Linked DNA regions of Mus musculus: region 1 is linked to region 2. A link is a contact called in public HiChIP or PLAC-seq data. All regions are on one chromosome and are shown on one strand. The core of a region is the stretch at or near the end of the contact, and the rest is flanking DNA. Distances in the headings are between cores, read along the strand shown. Region 1 overlaps Vwa8 (von Willebrand factor A domain containing 8). Region 2 has its middle 45 kb from the start of Dgkh.

Evidence for each region. HiChIP or PLAC-seq counts read pairs in DNA pulled down with a chosen protein or histone mark.
Region 1: a contact with region 2 is called in an H3K27ac HiChIP or PLAC-seq map of embryonic stem cells, with 2.6 times the contacts expected there. The contact joins two enhancer-like sites. A contact is called at or near these places in 2 of 484 Hi-C or Micro-C datasets (embryonic stem cells and nephron progenitors) and 1 of 115 datasets of contacts at active chromatin or transcription factors (embryonic stem cells).

The regions. Positions count from the first base shown.
Region 1 is chr14:79,106,726-79,113,598 of GRCm38.p6, forward strand. The region is part of intron 37 of Vwa8 (von Willebrand factor A domain containing 8); the gene reads left to right. It overlaps Gm30970 (a long non-coding RNA gene), which reads right to left. Exons shown (of 2, transcript XR_383637.4): 2 at 1-512. Among named protein-coding and RNA genes, the nearest start is that of Gm30970, 25 kb to the right of the region's middle. Within about 2 kb of position 2,841, at least 21 of the 459 cell types and tissues checked have an H3K27ac peak or open chromatin away from gene starts, as enhancers often do. A contact at or near this core is called in embryonic stem cells, where this site is marked.
Region 2 is chr14:78,773,895-78,780,950 of GRCm38.p6, forward strand. No RefSeq gene overlaps it. Among named protein-coding and RNA genes, the nearest start is that of Dgkh, 45 kb to the left of the region's middle. Within about 2 kb of position 1,942, at least 15 of the 459 cell types and tissues checked have an H3K27ac peak or open chromatin away from gene starts, as enhancers often do. A contact at or near this core is called in embryonic stem cells, where this site is marked.

The sequences.
Region 1 (6,873 bases), core at 1,591-4,090, 330 kb after region 2:
TAGTCTACCACTGTTTGTGGCTTTTGGTCAAATTCCTTGGTAAATAATGAGGCAGAATACTAGTTGCTCTATTTAGGCCCACTCTGTTGTGATTCACAAGTAGACTGTACAGCCAAGTCTAAGAGTCGTTGCCAGTAATAAGAAGTAAGGCTTGTCCTCTACAGTTCCCTTCCTCGTCAACCTGCAAGCTGCGTCATCAGTGGACTCTTCACTCAGAAGGGTTCTGCTCCTGGTTTTGGAGCCTGGGAAATCTGTCTTACAGAAGTAGCGGGGAAAGATACCTAGTTCCTATTGCCCTACTTCTGGGTGCCAGCAGCTTTCCTCCGACTCTGGTGAAGTGCCCGCATCGCCATCTAGTGGCGATCAGGTATACTACACATTATTGAAATGAATGCTCACCTTTGTACGCCAGCACTTGGGAAGTCAGCCTTCTGCTTGGGAGATTTCCACAGTCCCTTGTGTGGCTTCTGTTGGGTAGTGGAAGCTCCTTTATTTAGGTCAGCAGTGATGGCCTGGAAAACAATCTTTCAAGCCATCTGCTTCATCTTTCCGTGATTCTTCTGAGTATAGCAGACTGACTGTCCTCAGACACACAGACAATTAGCTGCGCTGTCCTTGCTGTCTTTGCTGCCTCCTGCTGTCAAGCAGCATTAGCTTAGAAGACAGACTTGTTTGAGTTTTCGTTAGTGAATTCCCCGCTATATTTTCAAATGATAACACAGGGAGAGCTTACTGAACTCTTTGTATAACTTATGTTCATTAATTTGACACTCTGACGAAGAATATGCATTTTTCCTATAGTTAGAACAACTATAACAATAAATTCAAGTATCACTACAACTGGAGTCCCTAGACTCGAGAGTTATTACTTTTAGTCTATATTTTTAAAACCATGGGCTATTATAAGCCAAAACTCACCTAGTTATATTCTCAATGTTGCTTCATTTTTTTATTGTATTACATTTTTATTCTTCTAAACAATTCTATTAAATATACTCCATTTTCCTCAAAAAATCAAATCTGCAAAGCTGTCAATGACTGTTCTCATGAGAAAAGGTTGACCGATAGTAGCTTCAGATGTCACTTTCTAATAGCAGCAGGAAGTTCAGAAAGCAGACCCCATATGGCACTGCTGGAGTCTGAAGAGTGCTCACTTAACCGTGAACTTTAAAATGGATGGACTGTCCTGAGTCATCACTGCACGGGACTAGAACACACATGCGCAGCAGTCAGGACTGTGCTCAGTACACACGGGAGGCACACACTCGGTGTTGAGACAGCAAGAGATGCCCAGAAAAAAGCACAGAAGAAAGACACTCTGGGACTATGAATACATGTAGTTTATTGTATATAGATAGGTGCGTTTCTGTTGCTGTGATAAAATACCCCGACCAGGGCAACTTACGAAAGAAAGTGTTCAACTGGGCTCATGGTTCTGGAGGGTTAGGGTCCCCGAGAGCAGGAACAGCTGACCACTCACATCTAAGCCACAGCAGGAGCTGTGACACTGGGGGTGGCTGGAAGCTCTTTAAACCTCAAAGCCCAGCCCCAGTGGCACACTTCCTCCAACGACATCACACCTCCCAATCCTTCCCAAACAGTTCCACCACTTGTGCATGTGCCTGTGTGGAACACTCTCACCCAAACGCCAATGGCTACCTAATGGTTGGCAGATTTGTTTGTTTGTTTTTAGTGAGGAAAAGCTAATGCAAGTCTATCTTCTTTTTTATCTTATGTTTACTGCTTAAAACAATTTTTCAATTTAAATTTATTTTGATCATGTTTTCCCCTCCCCAAGTCCTTCTAGATCTTTTCCCCCCTTGAGTTTTTTCTCAAGACAAACAAAAGCCAGTGCAGCAACAAAATCCTCCAGTCCAGGAAAACAAAATAAAACACTACCCAAACAGAAAAGACTCACCAAACTGTAAACCAAGTAAAAAGTACATGTCTACACACACACACACACACACACACACACACACACACACACACACAGAGTGGATTCTATTATATGTTGGTCAACTACTCCTCATCATGAGGCCTGAGGACCTGGAGTGAATGATATACCCAATGTCTCAGAAAAAAAAAAAACCAAAAACAAAAACAAAAAACGGATTTTCCCGCCAGCAGGTGTAAGTGACAGTTCTGTTGTCAATGGTTGGCCATTTCTAGCCATTAGCTCAGTAGTTTTGCAGTTTTAAGAGTTCAGTTGGACAAGAAAGCCTATTTTCAGATATAATTGCTACTCTTCTATTTAAACTTAACTTTTTCCCAATATCCAAGCAGCTATCTTAAGATCTTTTAGTGATATACAGTGCTCTGTTCAGTTTTCAAAGAAAGCATGGTCCACTTATTCTTTGTTCTTTGCTTTGGCCAATAACTCTGGAGACAGGCTGCTTCCGTGTGTCACTGTTACAGAATGCTTCAAGCCTTGTGTGATTGTTGTTGTGAAATGTAAATCGGCAATAGCAGGAGCTGGGAGTTCTGGGCAGCCAGTGCTGAAGTGCTGAGGCATCCCCTGAACAATCTTGCCACTCAAAAGGCTTAGTATAAAAGAAAGTTTATTGTCAGGGAAAGAGTGGGGATCAGGGACCTGGAAATGGGTAGAGGCAGAGAAGGGACAGAGAAGGACAGAAATTGAGAAACAAGGGGAGGAGAGAGAGAGAGAGAGAGAGAGAGAGAAAGAGAGAGAGAGAGAGAGAGAAAGAGAGAGGCAGAGAGAGGCAGAGAGAGGCAGAGAGAGGCAGAGAGAGGCAGAGAGAGGCAGAGGGGCTGGGCTAGCAGGCAGTCCTGTTTATGGGCACCTGGTTCACACCTGGCAGGCAGTGACACAAGCTGTTGCTAGATCACTGTTGGGAGGAGCCCAGCAGAATTGTCTGCAAGCCAACACTTACACACGTGCTGTCTGTGGGAATCTCCTTTTCCCAGAAAAGCAATGCCTTTCACAGTCTTTTGCAATTTCCTGCTGTATCTCTATTCATGTATAAGTACACCTGGCTTTTACTGTTTGCTTACATGGTGACCCTTGGGCTATGCCTATAATCACTTTTCTATTGTTTATTCCTGCTAGAGAAATCCATAGGAGTAACTTTTGGTTCTGTAAGATTCTCAGGAGTACCTACTGAGAATGTAAGCTCTCCTGGCAGGTGTTCCTAGGATCTGCTGATAAGATGGCTGTCCTGGCCACTGCGGACAGGGGGTGCTAATGATGTATGCCAAGTTCTGTGGTGTAAACCTTTCCTCCCTACTGTTCCAGCTACCAGAGGTTAATGGTCTATTTACAAAATTCCGGGATATTGTGTATGCAGTGATCTCTCACAGGCAGGTAGGGTTTGGTTCCTATGTGCCATCAGCTGAACTATCTTTATGCCCAATCCTTTGAAAACTGATGGTTTCTAAAAAGAAGGCAGACTGCACTGTGTTGTGGATAGCCCTGGGGCTGATTATATTTGATGTTAATTCCGTTCTCTAGTGAGTGCTTGTGAACGAGGAATGAGTCAGCACTCAGGTGATTTCCTGTAAACCTGCTTCCCACCTTCATTTGTGAAATAAAGGAGAGCTGATGCTTGGGCAGGTAAAAGGGAAGGTGGAGCAGAAGGTGGGGAGAGAGAAGGAGGTTTGAGAGAAAGGCAGTGCAGAGGAGGAGGAAGAAAATAAAGCAGAGCAGAAGCTCATGGCCTGGAGAAACCACAAGTTCTAAGGGATCTCATAAGATGTGGAAGATGGTAGTGTAGTGGCAGATCTGCCCAATCTAGGCGCACAGCATGTAATCATATTAACTGAGTTGTGTTGTCATTGCCAGGGCATATTTGGGTTGGAGATTTACTGCAACACAAGTGTCTTGCTCTCTCTGGGAAATATAGAAACCACGGTTGTCTCAACTACAGATAGCAGTGTCTTTTAGAAACAAAAAACAAAAACAACAACAACAAAAAATAAAGCAAAGCAAAACAGAGAAACAAAGAAAATCCTTTTTTCCTGTCCAGTGCTGGATTGAACAGAGCCTCACACATCCCAGGCAGATGCTCTCAAGCCCATCCCCAGCCTAGTCATACCCCAGGAGCAACATCTGCGGTTGAGCAAAGAATTAGAAAGAAGACTGCCTCCCAGTGACACTCCTGTATGGGGACTGCCTGTCTTACATGCATTGCAGTTCAGAAACAGTCACTAGTCAAGTTTTCCACCCCTCCAAGGATTCCAGTCCATCACAGCATCAGAACAATCACATCTCATACAGTGAAACCAACAAGCACTGCCCTAAGAAGAATCGGGAAGCTGATGATCCTTGGAGGCTATGAGTTTTCAGCTATATCTTGGGTGTATCCACTGAGAGAGGCAGCCCTAGGGACTGAGCCCTATATTTAGTGAAAGAGCCATATAAACTGTGCATATCCACTGAGAGAGATGGTCCTATACACTGTGCATATCCAGTAAGATTATCAGCTATATACACTGTGCATATCCACTGAGAGAAATGGCCCTATAAACTGAAAATTGTAGCTGTAAGAATTCTAAACAAGTATCAAAAATAGAAATCCTGTCTTGCCTCCAGACTCTGAAAAAAGCCTAAGGCAGTCTTCAGCATCTCCTCTTCACACCATCATCAGAATCTCCTCTTCACACCATCATCAGTACCATCTCAGTTCCCTTCTCTCCTGCCGAGCCTTAAGATGGTTGTATCCCCACTGTCGCATTAGTTAGATCGGGAAATAAGGGAACGATATTAGCAATGTTTATTAAATGTGGGAACTATATTAGCAATGTTTATTAAAAGTGTAAGGAAGCAGATTTAAAACATGCCCATGATGTATTAAGGTGTCACAGAGGCTGACAGTCCATGCTCTAGAAGTGTTATGACTCTGAGCAGTTTTAATATGCATTTAATGTGGGCAATACATCACGGTAGCTACAGAAATAAACTTTCTTACCATTACCTTTCTAATAAAACTATGATTTATTTTTACCCGTAAGCAGTATAGCCTATTTTTTAAGAGTGTAATATTTGGAGTCAAACTGACTTTAGGTCTGGGTCTCTAGTTGTATGTGATCTTTGGCAAATTCCTTATGCTTTTGAGATTTCACTTCCTTGTGACCTGCTGATATTGCTGTTTATACATGGCAGAGTTCTTGTGAGAATGGAATACTTTCCCCCGACACAGAGTGTAGGTGCTCAGGAAACAATAAGATTTAGAGACTTAGAATGTAAGGAATATTGGGCTACAGAGTTGTTTAATGTTTATGTGGAGACAAGGCCACTGTAAAATGAAATGCTATTACCCAGATACCCACTAGAGAACCAGAACCCAGTGGGCTGTGTAAGTCATCATCTGCCCTGGTATTCAGTCCAAGCTTTGTTTATAATCTTGCTTAGAAAATGTTTTGTCAGACCCAAAAACGGAATTGAAAAAATAATCTTTGCTTAAGCCTGTCAGCTTGAAGAAGAGCAGAGGATCAGCGACAGGACCATGGTCAGTAGAGAGCTGTGCTTGTTAAGTTATTCAGTCGACAAGCTAGAGCAAGACTGAAGCGCACTGCAAAGTACACAGCAGCAGTGGCGGAGGCAGTGGCACGCCTGAGGCCAAGGGCAAGGGCAAGGGATTGGATTCAGAGCTGTGCTGTTTTAACACACACACACACACACACACACACACACACACACACACACCTTTAATTTAGCATTTGTCAGCTCAAGGACTTGAAGGCTGAAGTTTGGCCCATGGCTGACACTAAAGTCTAGCGGCCCATCAGGGTCATTTAATTGTGTGGCTCTCCTCCATCTTGATACCCCCAGCAGCTAGCTCTCTGCTACCTTACAGGAGGTGGAGTGGTCAGAGACTAGCACAGCCTGGGCTGGGAAGACTGGAGAATCCACCGTCCCCTAGGCTCCTTAAATAATGTGACTACCAAGCTTACGTTCCACAGACATGAAACCAGGGAAACCCTCGCTGACAGTTGGCAGGACTGAGTTGTGATGCAAAGATCTAGAAATCCCTCCAGATCACTATGAAAAACCCACAGATCTGCAAGCGCTACCTTTATACAGTGCCCAGCCCCTCCTGCCTTACCCTTAAATATCAATGGATTCCCTCTTACCCAAAAGCTGGGCAATAAACACATAAAGCAAAGAAAGATAAACTTTGAAGAAAGGGGCTGGGTGTTGGAGACAGGAGGAACACATGTTATAAGGTAAAAACAGGAAAATAACTCCCTCAGATTAGAAAGGCAAGAAAAATTCTATGATGAAACAAAACTATATCCCTAATTAACTTAGGAATCTTCAAAATATGAGCTAGACCTCTTGGAGGCAGAATCTGTAGGTAGAAATAAAAATTCAGTGGAAGGGAAGAGACATTAAACATCCTAGAACCAGCACACATATGCACACTGCACACGCTTGAAATAACAAAAAGAAAGCCAGGCATGGTGGCGCTCCTCTAATCCCAGCACTCAGAAGGCAGAGGTAGGCCTGTCTCTGAGTTTGAGGACAGCCAGATCAAAAAGAAAAAGAGGGTTGGTGAGGAGAGAAGAAAAGAGAAGAAAAAAAGAAAAGGGGGAAAAAAAAGGTCTTTTTTTAAGACAGGGTTTCTCTGTCCTGGAGCTCAGTCTATAGATCAGGCTAGTCTTGAACTCACAGAGGCCTGCCTCTGCCTTCTGAGTGCCAGGATTAAAGGCATATGCCACCACCACCTGGCAAAAATTTTTTGTTCTAATACAAATTTCAGAAACAGAAAATGAAAGAGCAGAAAATCATACCAAAATGTAACTTAAGGAAATTAGCAGGTGTTCAGAATAACAAGCAAAAAACACAAATTCACATATTTTCTTCCTAAAAGTTTAGAAACCCCGTGGATAATGAAACTCCTGACAGTTTGT
Region 2 (7,056 bases), core at 692-3,191:
TAGATTTGATACCCAGAGCACATGAATAATTGCCATCATGACGGTTAGTATGCACTTGTCATCCAGCGCTGCGGAAGCAGAAAGGAGTGGCTTGTTGACTTGATGGCCAGCTAGTGTATCCTAACTGATGAGTTGTAGACCAACGAATGTGGATGATACCTGAGGTGTCCTCTGACTTTCAAAGGTGTGTTCACACACATGTAAGTACATACACATACACACACGCATACACACACACACACACACACACACACATTTCTTTAAAAAACAACTTGAAATACAATGAGACAAGCCTCGACTGAAGCAGAACACATGTCCCTTAGAGGTAAGTACATGAGGGTGTAGCCCAGCTGTTGAAGCCCCACGACAGTTTGTAGTACAGTGTCACTGAGAGAAACCCACCCCACCCACTCCCTCATGGCTCTTAGGACTGTTGCCAATGATCTCCGAAAACTAGGTGTGAGGTAAGGATGACTCTGGAAGAGAAATGGCCATTTTCCAGGATGAAACCCGAAAACCAAGAATTCGATTTTTAATCTAAATCCAGAAAAATAGTCATTGTGCCATTCATCCGTCTCAATGCCTTCCTCCTTTATGCTAACCCGTGCAAAAACCTTCAAGTAAAACATTTTCCCCCAACCTGGATGGGATTAGCTTTAAAAAGGAGGGACCAAAAGGGATGACTGGTGTTCTTCAAATGTTTTTCAGCATTTCAGGTCTGCACGGCAGAACGTGTCCCCTCAGCCACTGCTCCCACAGTGTTTCCTCTTCCAGTGGTGAACGCAGACAACCCAGTTAAAATCGGGACCAGAAGGACAGTGTTTTCATCCCCACTCCTGCTGTTAGTATTGTTGTTCTTCTTATTGGCAGGACTGAAAAGAGGTTGTGATGGCTGTTGCTGCTGCTGCTGGTCAACTTGACTATGTCTGGAATTAACTAAAACCCAAGCATCTGGGCACACCTGTGAGAGAGTTTTCTTAATTAAATTCCTTGAAGCGAGAAGATTCTCCTTTAACCCAGATCATTTGTGTTGGGGATTCCCACCTTTACTCTGGGCCACACTTTCTGCTGGCAGCCTATATAAAAAGGACATGGAAGGAAAACTTTTGCTCTTTGCCTGTTTTCACTACCAAGTTCATTCCTTTGCTGGCATTAGTACCCACTTTTTAGGGGGGGGGACCCTGGCATATACTGAAGACCAGCGGAGACATCCAGCCTCGCGGATGGAACAATTACTGTTTTCTTGGACTTTCCATTGATGGACAGCCACTACATATGTATACTTGTTCTATCATTTCTGTTCCTGTAGAGAACCCTGACGAATACAAGGGTGGATGGAGATAAAAATCGTCGTTTGAGCAAGGTTCAGATAGCTAACTGGGGGAAATTAATTCTAAGATGATGGCCTAAGTGGAGCACACCATGGCACAGGGTGAGTCTGGGGGACTGGAGGACTGCAGGGAGTTGCTGAGGGCGGAGCTCCAAGAGCTTTTGGGTGTCCAGGTTGTTTACAATCCATCCGGAAAGCTAGGGAGGGGGAGGGGCTATGCAAATATTTAATTTAAATCGTCACTATGCTGCTGAGACTGAGTGTGGAACCTTGGTAGGAAACAGAACACAAAGGATTGTGGAGACACCTGGGACTTCTAAACTGCCCTGGGTGGCTTGTTCCCTCTTTTAAAAGGCAGGCTTAGTGTTAAGTATAATTTAATCTCGCCAAATAAAAAATGTCAGGTTGGTGGCAGGTAGGTGATTAGCCCATAGTTTATTTTACCCTTCCAGTGTTCATGAAATGACTACTTTCTGCTGATAATTACAAAAAGTACAGGCAGGAAACAGGCAAGGTAGCAGGTAAGGCCGAGTGGATTAGGAGGGCGAAGGGAACAGTGGAGGGATGGGCTGGCCACAGGGGGTCTGGGTTTAGCAAGGAAGCAGGTGTGGGTGGTGAACCAAAGCAGAGTTGCTGCCTGTACACTCGGGTTGCCGAAGTCCATTCACTCTTAGCTCACTGTAACCATGCTCTGCGAGCAGTGGCCTCCCGAGCTCCGCCATGCTGCTTCCGGCAGCAGGATGGGCTCCTAGCACGCTGCGGTCAACGTTTGAGGTTTGCAGGAGCCTAGGACGCTGGCGTGGGTGGGAGGATCCCTCACAAAGAATGCAAGGCTGAACCAAACCCTTAGAAGGGGTAGAACGGAAAGAGATGTTTCCCTTTATCCTTCAGGAATGCCACAGGCATAACCGACTTTCATCTCCTCAAATACTTGAAGATATAAACAGAATTAGGTTTTCTCCAGGTCTGTGACTTGCAGATGGTAACCTTCTCCTGGTTCCACAAGGCCTTTCCTCTCTGAGTGTGCTTCTTTGTATGTCTAAATCTCCTGTATGCGTTGGGCTAGCCAACATACTGAACTAAGCCCCAGCCTTCACACCCCATTCTGACATACTCTTCCTCTTTAAAGGACCCCCGTCTCCAAACACAGTCACATTATGAAATATTTAGAGGTTGGGTCTTCAACATACAAATTTTGGGGGTATGTAGCCCTATAGAGCAATGATTCCACATGTCTTTAATATATACAAATGCACACAACAGGAAATAAATCGGTATTTCAGGGGACAAGAGAGAAGGCAATAGAAATGAAATTTCAGTGAACAGGATACATTGTAAAGGAGGGGAAATGCTTAACTAGTAAGCTGAAGAAAGGCATTTCCCAAAAGAGTTAAACGGTTGTCAAATCATTTCAAGCCAATGGTAAGCTGGATTAATTGTCAAATACTTCAGCGAGACTAGTGGGGGAGTTAACTGCAGTTATTATCTCAAAAAGAACACATTTCTTTGAAATGCATTATGCTTCAGAAGTGCAGAAAAGGTTTCCTAGGAGAGACCCTTTTGTGTGGCGATGCAAATTGAGCTGAGAGTGTTAGGCGTCATTTCTGGGTGACATCTGTGGGTGAAGTCAGAAAAAGCCGGAGGCTACCTGCGGTGGAGGCAAGTGTTCTTCCACGGGAGGAGTTGAGGCAGCGTCTAAAGACAGAGCTCACGGAGTTCAGGAAAACAGAGGCAATAGGTTTAGAGTCCTGCAGGCTCCCTGCTGTTCATAGCTCACAGATCCAAATATAGCTGGCTCTTAAGTTTTTAAAACATTCAATTTGTGTGAAAATCCTTCTCTAGAGATAGCCGGAGCCTCAGTGAAATTGACTGGGAACGGTCCATCAGCCACTACCCAGATCTCTTTCAAAGGGAGCCATTTGCAGCTAGGATCCCTGGCTAGCTGAATTTCCTGAATGTAAATAAAAGACCTTCTTGGGGGGGGGGGGTCGGTGGAGGTGGGGAAGAATAGTCGTAATGAAAATAACAAAACTAAAGCGGGAGAGGAAAAGAGGGAAAAGGAAACGTGAGAGTCTGCTCTAATTCTTACTTAAGTTGCTGTTTATTTCCCAGCACCAATTCCCTTTGGCGACAGAGCTTTCACCCACGTCTTCATGCTCTGCTAAAGCCGTTCCTCCAGAGATCCGGCATCCCGGTAGTCTGAAACAATCGGACATGTGCGAATGCCTCTGCGATGCGTGGCGTTTGGCTTCTTCGTCTCTGCGAATCCATTAAGCATCTGTCTGTGTGGCATTTATGAATGCACCCCGGGTTTCATAAAGCCCCGGGTGCATCTAGGCCAGGCAGTAACCAACTTTAAACTACTTGGGTGCCACCGGGACATAACTTCATAATAATTATGCAACGGAGCATCACATTATTCACTAGGGAAGCATGCACATGTTTGAAGTTGCTTTTGCAGGGGTTGCATAGGACCTTCTAGTAAGAGATTCAAACGTTCTTTCAGCACCCATTCTACCTCACACTACACTGGCACCCATCTCACATCCTCCATCTTGCTTACAGTCTTCTGGAGGGAGCTGAAAACTTGAGGACAGCAACTCTGCTAATGCTTTTCTTAGAGGTTTCCACCTTGGGTGTTTTGTTTGAAGGGTGTTCTCTGGAGGACCACCGCTCTGCTCTGTTGGCCTGTTTGTCCAGCCAGAGCCTGAGACAGTGCACCACAGCGTTTGCCAACCTGATGGCATCCAGAATCACCTGGGAGATGAGCATGAGAGGACGCCTATGGAGATTATCTTAATTATGTCATTTAGTGTCGGGAAGCCCACCTTAACTGTGAGGAAGGCCATCCCCTGGCTAGGATCAGGACTGAATAGATCCGGGGTTCTCGATTCCCCCAGTTGAGGGTCTTTCTTCCTAGAAGACTCTAGAGCAGTGATTTTTCAACCTTCCTTATGCTGTGACCCTTTCATACAGTTCCTCATGTGGTGGTGACCCCCAACCAAGAAATTATTTTTGTTGCTACTTCATGACTGTAATTTTGCTACTGTTATGAATTGTAATGTAAGTGTCTGTGTTTTCTCATGGTCTTAGGTGACCCCTGTGAGAGGGTCATTCTATTTCTGAAGGGGTCTTGACCCATACATTGAAAACTGTATAGTTGGGAGGAAGGAAACGCATCATGATATATATTTATCACTCTTTACTTCCTGACTGTGGCTGTGGTAGTGACTAACTTGGCTGCAGAGCTTCAAGTTCCTGCTGCCTTGACTTCCCTGCTATTATGTACTTCCTGTACCTTGAACTGTGGACTAAAAGAGACCCTTTCTCCCTTAAGTTGCTTTGGATAGAGTATTTTATCACACTAGCAAGAAAATAAAATAGCACAATTCACAAGGTGATGAAATTTACAAACTAATGTAACAGAGGCTGGAGAGTTGGCTCAGAGGTTAAGAGTACTGGCTCCTCTTCCAGAGGACCAGGGTTCCAGTCCCAGCACCCACATGGCAGCTCACAACCATCTATGATGCTAATACTAACAGATCTGACACCCTCTTCTAGTCTCTGAGGGTGACAGACATGTACATTGTACACAGATACACAGTCAGACAAAACACCCATGCACATCAAATAAAACAAACAAAAATGTAACATGATGTAGCTTAGCCTCATATCTTATAATCATTTTAAAATGAACCCACAAGCAAAAGCTCACTCTGTGTCTTACTTTGTGTTCCATTTCCCAGTCACACTGTAATACCAAAAGTATGGTATTTTGCCAATGCTATCCCTCCGAGAGCAAACACCATAGCAGTGGGAATCGAGAGCGCTTAGCAAAGTGATGTCGCCTTCTCCCCACCTCTCTGTCTGTGTGATCCTGTTTCGTCTTCATTTACATATTTTATACAATATTTACTTTAATTAAATCCATACACTAGGACAATAGGTATTGAAGATATGACGATGAATACATGAACGAGCAATGCTAACTCACTTCAGCACACGCTGAGAGTGGTGTAGACTTTGAATATACCACGGTACAGGCTCCCACCTACAGAGACTGGAGTCTTAAGAAAAACATTTATGGTCAAGGAGTTTACTTGGGTGTTTGTCCGGGGAGTAGAGATGAGAAAGTAACAAACGGAGAATAACAAAATGGAGAGAAAATTCATAAAGGACAGCAGTATAAGCTCCCGTGGGTCTGAGGGCATAGGTCTCGTGGAGGTGCACGGAGAAACTGTGAAATGTGACCCCGAGGGTCCCCTGGCAGTTGACACTTGCCTCTAGGACTTTAGCTTCTTCAGGAGCCTCTGTGTTGCTTCTGCAAGCAAGGAGCTCAACTTCCTTTGTATTAGGGGACAGCCATAGGACAGCAGGGTCAGTTGAGAGAGGATGTGAAGTGGGAGTGGCTTTCCCCAGGGGACTACAAAGCTTTGCCCCAGAGCTGGAAGAAACAAAGCTTAAAGCTCTAAGAAAGGAACAGGCTGAGGAGAAGGGCATTCGTTCATGAGAAAAGGAGAAAGGGCAAATTGGGATAAGGAAAGAGAGCAGAAAAAGAGAAGTACCTAAGAGGGACTGAGGCAGGAGAAAGACATTTTACATTAGGGTATAAAACTTGGTGGATACAGGAGGAAGGGGAGAGAATTCTTTTATGGAGGAATATTATGCACAGAAAACTCCAAAGTGCCGTTCTTGGACAGATGGTACAAATCCTATGGATAATTGGATGTCTGATGCATGAGCCATTAGGTCCCTGGTTTTGTCGTATTTATAAAAATCATTCTAAGCCATCTATTTAAAGCATTGGGTACATCTGGCCATGCATAAAGTATCTCCAGGCTCAGGGGTGAGGCAAGGTCTAGATACAGTAGATTTACATAAGCCCACCCTAGGGGTTACTCAAGGACACATGTAGATCTCATGCATTGGCTAGTTTTACGTCAACTTGACACAAGCTAGAGTTACCAGAGAATAGAGGAACCTCAATTGAGAAAATGCCTCCCCCAAAACAGGCTGTGTGCAAACCTGTAGGACATTTTCTTAATGAGAGGTTCATAGAAGATGGTCCAGCTCATTGTGGGTGGTGCCTCCCCAAAGCTGGTGGTCCTGGGTTCTGTAAGAAAGCAGGCTGAGCAAGCCAGGGGAAGCAAGCCAGTAAGCAGCATCCCTCCATGGCCTCTGCATCAGCTCCTGCCTCCAGGCCCTTTCCTGTTTGAGACCCTACCTGCCTTTCTGGTGAAAAATGATATGGAATCATAAATCGAATAAACCCTTTCTTCCCAAGTTGCTTTGGTCATAATGTTTCATTACAGTGTTATGGAGCTTCTAACCCCTGGGAAAAGACTATAGACTCAATCCAGTTATAATTAAAAGATGTATTGATTACTGCTAGCAGGACAACCGTCTCTGAGCCAAACTTGAGACTGCTTTGCAAAGCCAGGTGAGAGAAGGACTTTTAAAGACAAAAATCAAATAAAGTAAAATAAAACCACAAACAACAAACAAAAACAGAAGAAGACCTTGACTATCTGCACAAGCAAGTCAGGAGCTGTTCTTCTCTGTCAAGATTAGGTAGTCAAGGAGATCTCAAAATAGTCCTTAACAGTCTGCATAATCAGGTCACAAAAAAAAAAAAAAAAACCAAAAAAGCAGTTAGTAGTTGGTCATGGCTGTACATTTCTGGAGTGAGGGAGTTCACCGAATCAGGGTTCCTGGGAACTTATCTT